Regions from separate parts of the Canis lupus genome. Here region 2 is linked to region 1. The links are chromatin contacts, called in public Hi-C maps. All regions are on one chromosome and are shown on one strand. The core of a region is the stretch at or near the end of the contact, and the rest is flanking DNA. Distances in the headings are between cores, read along the strand shown.

Evidence for each region. Hi-C and Micro-C count contacts between places; a contact is called where the count stands out from the background.
Region 2: a contact with region 1 is called in a Hi-C map of blood, with 2.9 times the contacts expected there. The contact joins the promoter of KANSL1L here to the promoter of RPE in region 1. A contact is called at or near these places in 2 of 9 Hi-C or Micro-C datasets (both in blood).

What each region holds. Positions count from the first base shown.
Region 1 is chr37:17,731,116-17,737,867 of UU_Cfam_GSD_1.0, reverse strand. It overlaps RPE (ribulose-phosphate 3-epimerase), which reads right to left and starts at 3,597. Exons shown (of 6, transcript XM_038585637.1): 1 at 3,476-3,597. The coding sequence starts at 3,522. UNC80 (protein unc-80 homolog) reads right to left here. Exons shown (of 64, transcript XM_038585623.1): 64 at 5,424-6,752.
Region 2 is chr37:17,879,642-17,886,393 of UU_Cfam_GSD_1.0, reverse strand. It overlaps KANSL1L (KAT8 regulatory NSL complex subunit 1-like protein), which reads left to right and starts at 4,043. Exons shown (of 14, transcript XM_038585636.1): 1 at 4,043-4,195.

The sequences.
Region 1 (6,752 bases), core at 2,348-4,847:
GGAGCACAACAGGGCAGGTGGGGACAGGAGACCGATGAAGAACATCCACCAGCCGAGCTGCTACGGCGGCTCCGTTCAGCTCCAGCCCGCTGTGGCCTCAGGAGGCTGTCGACCCACCACCGGCGAACCTTTGGATGTTTTTCAAAAGTCAGCAATTTAGTACTAATGTGAAATCCCCCAACCCTAAATCCTGGTAAGCAATTTGAAATTGCATAATTGCTCTTCTCCTACACTGAGGACCAACGCATTTCTGGTCACTGTCGTGTCATGATAGGTTTATATGCTTTCCAATTTTCTTTTCTAGAGAACTCACTTGTTCTTTTTTTTTTTTTTTTTTCCCAAGTATCCAACCATACACCATGCACCATGCCCCACAGTATTCCCAAAACTCGTTCCTGACTTTCAAGATGAAGACATTCAGTTTTAATCAGGAGAGAAATTGGGGGGAGGGGAAATAATAGGTGCACTAAAACTGTAATAGTGGAGTCCGTTTAAACGGATCAGGGAAAAAAAAAAAAAAAAAAAGCATGAAGGCAGGACCTGGAGGGAAGCTAAGCTGTGGCTGGCCACCTTGGAAAAGGGAGTCCAGGGATCCCTGGGTGGCTCAGCGGTTTAGCGCCTGCCTTCAGCCCAGGGCGTGATCCTGGAGTCCCAGGATCAAGCCCCACATCGAGCTCCCTGCAGAGAGCCTGCTTCTCCCGCTGCCTGTGTCTCTGCCCCCTCTCTCTCTGAGTCTCTCATGAATAAATAAAATCTTTAAAAAAAAAAAAAAAAGGAAAAGGGAGTCCAGGCCCCCACTTTCACACACCTGGCCTAGGAAACAATGCACCTGAGCCAGCCTTGCCTCTTCTGGCTGCAGATCACAAGAGGTTGAACCTCCCTAAACTAGTTTCCTCCTTTGCAAAAGGGAAATAAAAATACCTCTTAGCTCAAAAAGTTGTGAAGGTTAAAAGGGAAAGGATTTTAAAACGGTGTTTGGAGAATTTAATTTTGTCAAACCAAGATGTTACTTGGCAAAGGGGTAAAGGAGTCAATAAAGACAAATACTTTTATCTTAATAAGCTCCGGGTCTGCCACAGGGGCTGGGAAGGAACAAATGTGATTCATTAGAAATCCCTCTTACGATGGATCCAATCATTCATTCAACCAATCATAACTAAACCTGCCATGGTGCTTCACCTGAAGAGGATTGAGGTGAGCCACAAAGAGACCCTGCTTTCAGAGTCTGCAGCGTTAGCAGGAGAGATACGAAATACACAAACGTTAAGTATAAACTTTTAGTTCCTCTTTGAGGAAAAAGAATGTCTTAATCATTTTTTATTAGCCCAGGAGCCACAGAAGCCATTCGTTTCTGAGACAACACAAGCCGCTGCATGCTTCTGATCCTGGTTCCTCCACTTCCCAACTAGGAGATCTCGGACAGGTGACTTGACCTCTTTGTGTCCAATTCCTCACTGTCAAGTGCTGGTGCCAATAACAGCACCAACCTCATGAGGTTGTGTGAGTTAATTCCCAAAAAAACATCAGAATTAGTGAAATGTTCAAAAATATTAGCTGCTACTGTTACGGCTCATAGTCCTGACTTGTGAAGAGAAACAAGTTATCTTTTCCATTCCCTTACTCAAACATGGTCGGAGACTTATTTAAAAAAAAAAAAAAAAAATCAAATTGCTGTGCCTGTTAAAGAGACTACACACATATATGTGCGGCCTGCTCCATCCTGACGTAGGGGTCTCAGACGCCAAATTTCATGTCCCACACTTGAAAACGGGCCCATCTCTGAAGTACACACTCCATTCACTTATGTGTGAAAGTTCAGAACTTTCCAGAAAAGCAGAATTACCTCCCATGACAGCACAATAAAATCGCGCTTTTGTGAAGAGGCAGTATTTACTAATCTGATGCACTTACCCTAGAATTCTCAATACTCTCGGGTCAAGAATTTGCCATTATCGGTCGGGATACTGATAAATGAATGAGGTGCAAACGGGAAACAAGATCTAACCAGACCGAACAAAGGAAGACAGACAGAACTCTTGTTCTGAACGGGAGTGACATCAAAACCAAAAGGCAGTGACTGATTCTTTTCGTAAATGACACAAATTTGCGCGAGGGCACACAGGCATTCCACCTATTTAAAATCAATTATTTTTCTACCCGGACCCAAGGTAATGGCTGTTATTACTTTAAGGCCAGTTGTCGGGCGACTTAAACTACTTGGCGGGCAGCCCAGCGGTTTAGCGCCGCCTTCAGGGCGTGACCCTGGAGACCTGGGATCGAGTCCCACGTCGGGCTCCCTGCATGGAGCCTGCTTCTCCCTCTGCCTGTGTCTCTCTCCCTCTCTGTGTATTCTCATGAATAAGTAAAAATGTTTGAAAAAGGAAAAGAAAAAGAAAAAGAAAGGAGGGCAGCCCGGGTGGCTCAGCGGTTTAGCGCCGCCTTCAGCCCAGGGCGTGACCCTGGAGACCCCGGATCGAGTCCCACGTTGGGCTCCCTACATGGAGCCTGCTTCTCCCTCTCTCTCTCTAATAAATAAATAAATAATCTTAAAGTTAAAAAAAAAAAAAAAGGAAAGAAAAGAAACTACTTGGCGAATCTAACAAAGTACAATCTGCAACTGGGGCACGATGCTGTGTGCCCCTGAGAGTCCCACCTTGGTCGCCAGGTTCGTTCCCACCTTGTGGAGTCACCTTCCAGAAACCAGCATCGTCCTGATTCTGAACGATCTGGACTGTGTGCTACAACTACGGTGCTTACAAATTACTTACAAAAAAAAAAAAAAAAAAAAAACAGAAACAAAACAAAACACTGACCTCCCTGGAGAGCAGGGTGCCTGAAGAGAAAATAAACAGGTGAATCAAAATTCCAACAACGACCCCGACAACTGCGGATCACAGGGAATCTGCTGTAGGGCAGGCCCTGCATGCTGGGCGCTCGGCCCGTCCGCCTTCCGGAGGGGCCTGCGCGGGGCAGGTTCCCTCATTATTCCCATTTTTCACAGAATGAAGCCGAAGCTCAGCGAGGTGAAGCGGCTTGTCCCACCTAATGGGCAGAACGCGGGCAGGCTCTCCAAGGTGCCGGGCTCGCCGTCGTCACACGGATGAGCCTCCCCAGCGTTAGCCTCTAACTAGCCATATGAGCTTGGGCAAGTCATGCCTATCCCCCTGGGCCTCAGTTTCCCTCACTGAAAATGAGCGCCGTGTCCTGGAGGTCCCCGACTGCGTGCGGGTCCCGAGGGCTGGAGACCACACGTTGGGGGGGGGGGGGGGGCGGGGGGCCGGATTCCCTCGGGGTCGCCCCGGGGCCCTCCCCGCCGGGCCCCTTCTCAGGAGCGCGTTCGGAGCGAGGCGCTCCGCGGCCCGGGCCGCCGTGCACCCACCCAACAGGCGCCCACCAAGCTGCGCCGAGCGGCCCGCGCGGCCACCCGACCCCAGCGCCCAGACCCAGCGCCCAGCGCCCAGCGCCGCGGAGTTACCCGTCCATTACATCCAGGTGCAAATAATCGGCCCCAGAGTCCAGCATCCGGAGGCACTCGGCCCCTAAGTTGGCCAAATCGCTGTTAAGGATGGACGGGCCAATCCTGCAGCCAGGACGCCATGGTGCTGGTCCCCGAGAGCAAGTCACCCACGAGTCCCCCGGCAGGACCAGAGTGTCGCCCCGATTGGCTGCGCAGTTCTAGCCCCTTCCCGGTACAGTCTTCCGGACTCCGCCGGAAGCAGCTGCCCGCGCGCCGGAAGTCCCGCCTCCCCAGGGGGCGGGGCCGCCCGCCCAGGGGCCTGGGGGCGGGGCCTTGCCTGCAGGCCCATCCTCCTTGCGCTTGCCCTCCGGGAAGCCCGCCCCTCGGAGTGCGCGGTCCTCGCGGAACTCGGGCAGCTTTGCACCCCTGCAGCTCCCCTGCCTTGCCCTCACGCCCTCGCTCGCTTTGTGCTTCCCCGTTGCTTGCATGGGCCTCGCTCTCCGCTCCAGCTCCTGCGCTCGTCGTCAAGGAACAAAACAGCAGTCCTCCCCGCTCGCGCCTCCCTCCTTGAACTCCTGCCAAGAGGTGGAGGAGTCAGGCTCAGGGCAGAGGCCTCGCGCTTCGGAACTAACAGTTCTCCCTGCTTCTGTTTTCTCACCTCTTAGGGTCCTCCCAGCCTTTGGGGGATGTAAGGATTTGGCAGGTGAATCCAGGCACGTGCGGCCTGGTGCTGCTTGCAAATTATCCATCCATGCATCTGTCCACGGACTCTGAGCTGCTTCCACGGTCCACAATAGTCTAACTGGAAGGAGCCTCGGTGTCCATCGACAGATGATGGATAGAGAAGCTGTGGTCTAGGTATTCAATGGAACATTCCTCAGCCATTAGAAACGACAAATACCCACCACTTGCTTCGAGGTGGATGGAACTGGAGGGTATGATGCTGAGTGAAGTAAGTCCATCGGAGAAGGACATTCTATGGTCTCATTCATTTGGGGAATATAAAAATTAGTGAAAGGGAATAAAGGGAAAGGAGAGAGGATGAGTGGGAAATATCAGTGAGGGAGACAGAACATGAGAGACTCCTAACTCTGGGAAATGAACAAGGGGTGGTGGAAAGGGGAGGTGGGCAGGGGGTGGGGATGACTGGGTGACTGGCACTGAGGGGGGCACTTGATGGGATGGATGAGCACTGGGTGTTAGGCTATATGTTGGCAAATTGAACTCCAATAAAAAAATTTTCAAAAAGGGAAATAGGAAATATATTTGAGTTGAAATAAAAAATATTAACAACAACAAAAAAAAAACAAATCGGGGTGGTTATTACTATTTTCCTTCTTGACTTCCGGCCCTCAAGCTTCTAACCGTCTGCTTTTCTCTCTGTCATGTTCGCTGACAAACTAATACATTTGCTGTCCAAACACAATCTGGAAGAGAGAGGATCTGTGCCTCTGCTAAGTGTGTCTAGGGTCATTGAGTCAGGACGAGCTGAAATAAAACCGTGTGAGGGAAAAAAGGGGATTTAGCAAGAGCATAGCTTAGATGGCAGAGAATGGGCACTTTGTACTATTTGTACACATTTGTACTATTACAAGACAGCTGGTGGGGACGTGGACGCCATGTGGTTCTGGCCGCATTCAGAGGGCAACCAGTTCCTTCCCATTCCTCCTGGGAAATCTGCCAGTTATTCCAGCAGGTCACAGATCCAGGCAGAGAAATCAAACTGGGATACCCAGAAGCCCATTCTGCTTTACTTTGAAATATATGGGTGGAAAGCTTGAGTAAAATGGAGCTCAGATGGGTTGGAGAGAAGACCTGGAGGTGTCTAACTGAAGGGTGACCTCCAGCCAGACCACGGGGCTTGAGAAGAGATGCCCGGGCACACCCCAGGGATGCAAAAGGAACACTTTCCTCCAATGAGTTGACCTATTCCCTATGTTGAGAAATGAGAAATGAAACTGAATCAGGCATCTTAAATGTTTTTAGCTTTATTTTATTATATGTGCATATTCAAACACAGAGGTCTTAATATCTTTCATAAATATCTTTCATAAACGTTTCAGTATTTATTCATATGCATTTTTTCCCATGCTCTTTGGTCATTCAGTATTCATAACAGACTTCAAAGTCATCTGAGGGAAGTTGGCTGTGTAATCAATCTTTTGTTTTTACCTATAAAATGGCTAATAAAGGATTTTCATCCTGCAGTCACAGTGACTATTGAAAAATATTATGGAGGTACATTGATCTGTAATGCTAAATGATCCTGAAATAATATAAGTAAATTTGTCTTAAGCTTTTCCAAATACATTCTGCCCTTGGTTTTTATTGTCCTGAGTGTCAAACCAAACTGTGTTTCTGAAATGCTGCAGTTAAGACCCACTAAAGTAAATGAGGAAGTGGGACTTTCTACTCACTGCCAAGACAAGGCCATGGAATTGGAAGTGTGAGGTCACAGGGCAACAGCATGACTCGGTGTGATAGCAGCAAATTCCAGAGACTTAATAACGTATCCCGTATAACTTGAGGAAGGGTATTTAGTTTGCATTTTGGACTGTAATTCCACTTACGACCTTTTCTTCCCGGTTGGTCCCTATAAACACCTTAGTCTCATCTTAGATAGTCTTAGAGCTAGGCAGCAGAGTGAAGAATGTTCTTTATGGACTAAAGGGACAGATATCAAAGAAGGGAGGAGATGTCACCCTGCCTTATGTTCTCTTGCAGGCATGAAATAGCAAGCCAGTTATTCCCAGCCTGTGCAACAGGCCCTAACTAACACCCAAGCACCAAATATTTCTTTTTTTTCACCACTGTCATGCCCAATTATGCCTTTTGACACTGTGGTTCTTAGTGACTTGTCCCAGTGCCCTCAATAGCTCAGTTTCCTTTTTAGGAAAAATCAAATATCTAATAGACTGATAGAAAGCAGCAAATACTGAAAAATGAAAGTAAAATTTTTGCTATAGAAAATGCTGTATCCAGGATTTGAACTGCTTTAATTGAATCCAAGTGGTATAAATCTATACCCACTATCATGGATGATACATGTTTATTCCAAGGTCTCTCAAAAGTTAATTTCAGAAGAAGCAACCCTCTTGGTTGTGTCCAATTTTTTATACACGGGAAGTAGGTGCCTGTTTTGCTTTTCCTTTAAACAAGATAAATATCATTAAGCATCATAGCTTAAGAAATAATCTAATCGGTATTTATCATATATAGTAATTTTTAGTCATCTACTCAATAATATTTTGATTATAAAAAAATTGTTAATTATATTGAACTTTTTTCCTGATCT
Region 2 (6,752 bases), core at 2,794-5,293, 150 kb before region 1:
TTATTTATTCATGAGAGAGAGAGAGAGAGGCAGAGACACCGACAGAGGGAGAAGCAGGCTCCATGCAGGAAGCCCAATGTGGGACTCGATCCTGGGACCCTTGAACCAAAGGCAGACACTCAACCGCTGAGCCACCCAGGTGTCCCAGACAAACGTATCCTCAGGTGTCCCAGAGTCCTTGTTTTAAAAATCAACTTTATTGAGGTATAATTCTCATATATTGACACATACCTGTTTTAAGTATATGTTTTGGTAAGTTTTGACAAATGGATACCCTTGTTTAACTTCCACAATGGTCAAGATATAGTGGATTTCCAACACCCCTTATACTTATCCTGGTAAATTCCCCCCACCCCAGGCTTAAGCCACTGCTTTCTGTCATGATATGCTAAATTTGAACTTTTTAGAGCTTTATATAAATGAAATCATTAAATGATTAGTCTTTTGAGTCAGGCTTCTTTCAGCATAACGTCGGAGACTTATCTGTTTTGTTCTGTTTTTATTTTTTATTGCTAAGCAGTATTTCATTACGTGGTTGTACCACCATTTGTTTATCTTTTTACCAGGTGATGGATCTTATGGTTGTCTGTAGTTTGGAGCTATTGTGAAAAAAGGTACTATGGATATTTGTATACATTAGGAGTCATTTTTTTTATTCCCCTACAGGCATGGACCAGTTCTGACCACTCTTGTATCCTGCCCTGGTTCTAAGAATCTTTAGTTCTTGCTACCTCCCCCTGCTCTTTGTGGAGGACAGTTGCCCTCAGCATGTAAATTTGAGAAGTAAATGGTACAAGCTTCTAAACTAGTTCTCTATTCTATGAGAGGTAGTGGGGAAAGAACCCTGCCTTTGGAGCTGGGCAGGTCTGTCTTCCCATATTGGCCACACTTTATTAGTATGAGAATTTGGATATATTATTTAACCTCACTGAGTTGAGGTTTTTTACCTACCCTGGAAAATGAATATAAAACCCACTATGCAAAATGTGAGAATTAAATGTATGCACTCAAACAAGTATGTGGTGGAAACCTACATGTGCCAGGCCATGTCATCATTTCTGGGGACACAGCGGTGAATGAAACAGCAAAAGTTCCTGACCTCGTGCAGTTTGCATTCTACCAAGGGAGATAAGACAACAAAAACCAAAAGAATCAAAATACGTGTTGTTAGATGGGGAAAGCACCACGGAGAAAAACAGAACAGGGAAGAGAGATAGAAAAGGATGTCCTTGTAACTACTCCTTGGCTGAGCTGCTTGCTTAAGAGTAGAATGTGATCTTTTTCCTGTATCGCTAGCATTTATCATAATGTCAGCTGTATATTAAGTGCTGCACACATGTTTCTTGAATGAAGAGAGCGACTGAATAAAAACTGGTGTTATGGAGACAAGTTTATCTCATGAAATCACTGTAATACTGCTTACCTGGACACATTTATGTGCTTCTAGACAGGTAATAATTATGTCAGCAAGAACAGTGCCCTTCCCTTCTCCTTGTTCTTGCTGGTTCTGTAAGTCTCTTGGCCATTATTAAATTTTTTCTTAGAAATCCAAATGCCTTTAATGTACCCTCTTAATAATAATATATCCTTGATCAAAAAGATTATGAGCATTTCTTCAGACTTTTGATGAATAAGTAATACGGAAAATGATTTGACAAATGATTCAGTATATCAATTTCATATTAAGGAGCTTTGATATTCTACAGTTTCTGGAAAACCAGCATGCATATGCTATAAATATTAAAATATTTAGGGTAATGTTCAGTATAAACAAACAATGTGCTCAATATTTGGTTAAATGGGGTAAAGAAGTGTGCAGGGTCATCTCATACATATAAAAGACTGTGCTTTTCTTCTTTGGGCTTTTCTACATTTTTGAAACCAAACGTATGTTATTAATAATTTCCTATCCCCCAGGTTTCTGCTATTTTTAAAGTATCAAAAACTGAATATAAAAGAAATGAGAAGATTATGTTTCTATGATGACTTGATGGACCAAAATGTTTATTTAAGGTCTACAAATTTGGTGGACTGCAGGACTATGAGAAAAAAAGAATCAACCTGGAGAATTGGAAACAATCTATCTCCTAGGATTGTTTGATGAACAATAATATATGTAAAAATGCCTCTGAGTTATGACTTGCATAATTATAAAGCTCAATGCCTGTACCATCCTCTACAAATTCCACCAGGGCAGGAACTTTGTTTATGGCTGTATCTCCCATAACCATCACCACGTGTGCAATAAATATTTGGTAACTATATGAATACTTTGTTTTATTAAGTGATAATTACGTCAGAGAAGAAAACGTATCCTCAAATAATTTCACGGCACCACAATTCCTTCAGGCTAAAATCTGAATTCCTGTTACTCAAGATATACACAATCTAGTTGACATGTAATTTTTGAGCCCAATAATACCATGAACATGGCCTCTATTCAAAGATACTATCATTTGATTGATGCCTTTAGAAATACCCAGCTTAAATTAAAAAAAGAAAATCTTCCTTTGAACTATCTCAATACTGATTTGACTTCTTAGACTGTTAAAAGAAACACTATTTTAACGTACTCACTTTTTTTGCATTTCTGTCCCCAGGAACAAGGACAATCTTTTGAATACAGTGAATATCGAGTATATATTTGTTGATTTAAGTATTTTCACATCATTCGCTTACAATTTTTAGTCCAATGAAGGTAAATCAATTTCCTGAAGCTCTTCCCTTACCCCATATGAAATGAAGGCGCAATTATTGTCCTGAACAATTTTAGAAAGTATTCTCTGCTATAAATGCAGCTTGTCATAAAGTTATTGCAGTAATGTCCCAATCCACTAGAAAAACCAGGAACAAGGCGGTTATTTTCTAATTCTAGTAATCTGTGTCATGCCTCATGCTTTGTTGTAACTCCCGATTCCTTGGATTCCCCCGCCCGCCTCTCCCCTCCAATCTTATTCAATTAAGAAGGTTGAAATAAAGGCATTTGTCTTTTTGGATCTAAAATTCTAGAGCGCTTTATTCCCTAAATCATTTTATGTGTAAATTAGGTGCTTAAGAAAGCCTGTAGAGCACATCATCTAAGGAGCTATATCCAGTGCTCAGTTTATTAAAAAAAAAAAAAAAAAGTGCATGGCCGGGGAAATGCCCGGGTGTAGTTTGGGGGTGAGCGGAGCCAGGTGCAAGACCCTCAGAAATGTTCTCATGGGTCCCTGGCCGACTCTCTGCACACAAAACCCCGTTTATTTGCGCTCCTGCAGAACGGAGCTAACTCCCGACCAGCTTTGGACAGATTTAAGAAAGCTGGAGCGGACGGCTCCGGATTCTCACCGTGAAACGACCCAGCTGGATCCCAGGCTGATTTGTCACCCTGTTTCAGGGCCTCTCGGGGGTCGTACGGGATTATGACTCTGGCCTGGAGCGCAGAGCACGTCTGCAATTTCTCCTCCTCCAGAGGCACGGAGGAGTACAGATTTGGCAGCTGTGACCGAGCTTTGTTAAAACTTGCCCCTCGAGCCGCCAGGCGGGAGGGTCTGGAGGCAGGAGCCGGCGCAGCCCGAGCGCGGGCGCCTTGCAGCCTGACTTGCCCCGCGCTCCGCGCTCCCTAGCACGGTCGTGCAGAAATAGAGCAAGGGCGGGAAGTCACCCGCCCGCCCGGATTTTTGTGGAGTGTGTGTGCGTGTGCGTGTGCGTGTGTGTGCGCGCCCGCGCGCGTGCTTCCCGCTGGCGAGGGAAGAGGCGAGGAGGAAGCGAGAAGGACCCGGAACCCGCCCCCGGGGGGCCGCCGCCGCCGCCGCCGCCGCCGCCGCCCCCGCACCGCCGCGCTCCAGCCGCTTCCAGAACGCTCCGAGCCGCGGCCGCAGGCCCCGCCCCCGGCCGGGGTTTCCCCGCCACCCGCGCTCATTTGCATAGCGCTTCCCCTCCCCCGCTGCCATTGGCTGGCGCTGGCCCCGCCCACCGCCCCTCCGCCGCGGCAGGGTTCCGTCCCCGAGCCGCCCGGAGCTGCGGGCAGCGGGCGGACTGTTAAACCGCGGCGGCGGCGGCGGCCGGGGCGGGAGCGGGGCGCGCTCTGCAGACGAGGCCGCGGCGCCCCGGGCGGGGGGGGGAGGCGGGCGGGCAGCTAGAGATCAGCTCGGCAGCCCCCACCACGGCCGGACCGAAGGTGCGGCGGCGGAGGGGAGCCAGGGCGCCCCAGCAGGCGAGTGGCCGGCGTCTCAGCGGCGGGCTGAGGGGGGTGGGTCTCCTGTGCCGCGGCCGGCGGCGGCGCGGGCGGGGGGAGCGGAGCGGAGTCCTCCGGCGCCGGGAGGACTGGCGGGCCGGGCGGCCGAACGGCAGCCCCTCGGGCCCCCGAATCCCGCGGGCTGTCGGACTCCGGCTCCCGGCGCAGGACCGCGCTCTAGGGCAGGGGTCGGAGCGCAGCCAAATTTAAACGGCTGAACCTAACAGCCTTGGCACAGGCGCGGAGGGGAGGGAGCGCGGCGGTGGAGGGAGGGGTGGGGGCGGCCCCGGCGCGGTCACGTGGGGCGGGGCGGGGCTTGGCGGGCCTCCCTTTTGTTTTGGCGGGCGCGTGCGCAGACGGCCGCACACGTGGTCCGCCGGGCCCGCCCCCGCCCCCGCCCCCGGCCCGGGCCCCGGCCCCGGCGGCCGCGCCTCTGCGGGGTGCGGTCTCGCCGGGCCGGCTTGGGGGGCGCCCTGCCGCGGAGCCGTCGGTGCCGCTCTGGGCCCTTGTTTTCTTTTATCTTATCCTTTATTTTCGGGCGACGTTGATTTGGATTTTAGGACTAGATGGGGGTAGAGAGGCGTGGTGCGTCCGTGGGTGTTCGGAAGGGGGGACGGACGTTGCTGGAAAATTTTGAGGTCGCGGGAAACGGCGGCGGGGGGGGCTCTCGTGTCTGGTCCTCGGAGAAAGGAGGGGGCTGACTGTGCACCGAGAGGGAAGTCCCGGGTGTGGGGCGGGTTCCCTGCCCGCCCGGCCCCGCGGATCCACTCCACCCTTTACCGCGGATCAGCTGGGAGGCTCGGCGCAGGGGTGGGGGCGGGGGGGTGGAGAAGGTTGTTTTTTTTTTTTTTTTTTTTTTTTTTTGACTGAGGGAAGCACATTCCTTTTTTTTTTTTTTTTTGATTTCCCCAAAGTTTTTATAGTCAGCTGCTGAGATTTCAGACGGTGACTTCTTTCGCCCTACCCAGTTGGCTTTGACTTGGTGCCGAGGCGGGTTCTGCTGGGAATGTGTCTTAAGAAAGTACAGGATGGGGTCAGTTTTGTGAGCAGCCGAGCCAGGGAGCTGTTTGCCAGCCCCGCAGCCGGGACTGGCAGGGTCTCCGACGAGGTGGAAGCGGCTCTCAAAATGATGCGGTGTTGGGGAGAAACGCGGTGTTCTGGAACGTGGGTCGCTTGGGAAGGAGGTTTTCTAGCCTTGAGCGGTGCCTGCCGCCCGCGGTTCTCGACCGGCCGCTTCCTTTGGGCAAGTCCCAACCCCTCTTTTCTCAATGTTTGTTTCGTCTTGTAAAATAGTTTCACAATAGGGTCCCCGCTTTGGGATTGTTAGGGAGGATTAAGATAACCTCGCGTCGGGAAAAGCGGTTTACGATCTCTCCCGATACTGCGGAACTACCGAAATTGAGAAGTGAAACGGTTTTATAGCAAAAGTCAGGTTTTTGCTTTTTTTTGTTTTGTTTTGTTTTGTTTTTAAACCCAGCCTCCTGGAAGAGTATAAACTGAATGAATCATGAACTAGGATGTATTTGAATATCTTTTTTTTTTTTTTTTGTATTTGAATATCTTAAAAAATCTGTTCTAGTAACTGTTACCTTCGATTTTCCCACCTACTTACTTACTCAGGTCAGTGCCAGGGTTGCCATCATGTAGGTCTTCAGAGTTTTAATCCAGAGAGATGGTCATTGCTTCTCTCACCCAGTCCTTCTAGAGTAAGTTCTTAGACGAGATCCTTCTTACTCCAGAGGCCGCCTAGCCCATTTATTTTTTGCATTTGTCTTTTGCGTGTCTATCACATGTGCCTTTCCGAATAACAATTGCTTGTTTTGTTAAATGATCTTTAAAAAAAAAAAAAATCATTTGGAAAATAAAGAGCGTTAACAAGAAAAATAGTTTGTATTCCTAAATATTTTCTTATGCGTGTTTGTGGATTTTTCCTCCAAGTGAGTTCATGCGGTAATATTTTCATTTAACTCTACCTCCTAAACGTTCTCGAGTCATCGGTCCTTGAAAAATAATTTTTGGCTGTTAACAACTATATCCTGTAACCATCATATCTAAAACTTTTCTTATTGGCAGATGTTTGGGATGTTTCTGATGTTTTGCCGACCTGTAAACTTCAGAGAATGGCCATTGAAATCTCCCCCGCCCCTTAGATTTGTAAAAGAAATTACTAGGTCAGAATCTGGGGTCGTGTGTGTGTTTAAGGCTCTTGACCATCACCAAACTACCTTCCAGAATGTTGTGTCAATTTATACTCCTCTAGTGTATGAGCCAGCCTCACGTTACATCATTGTTCATCATCTGGTGTTAGTATTGACACAAAAAACCCCTTGCTTTAATTTGCATTAATGTTTTCCCCACTATGTCTGTTGTATATCTATTTTTTTTTTTTTTTATCGTAAGGTGCTTGAAGGAGGAGAATATATTTTGTAGTTGATATGCTGCAAATCACAAAGTGGCAATGAATACTTGCCATTTGGCTTGTTAATATTTACCTTTTTGACCTCTGGAAGATCAGGAAATGATGTCTTGCTTTTTG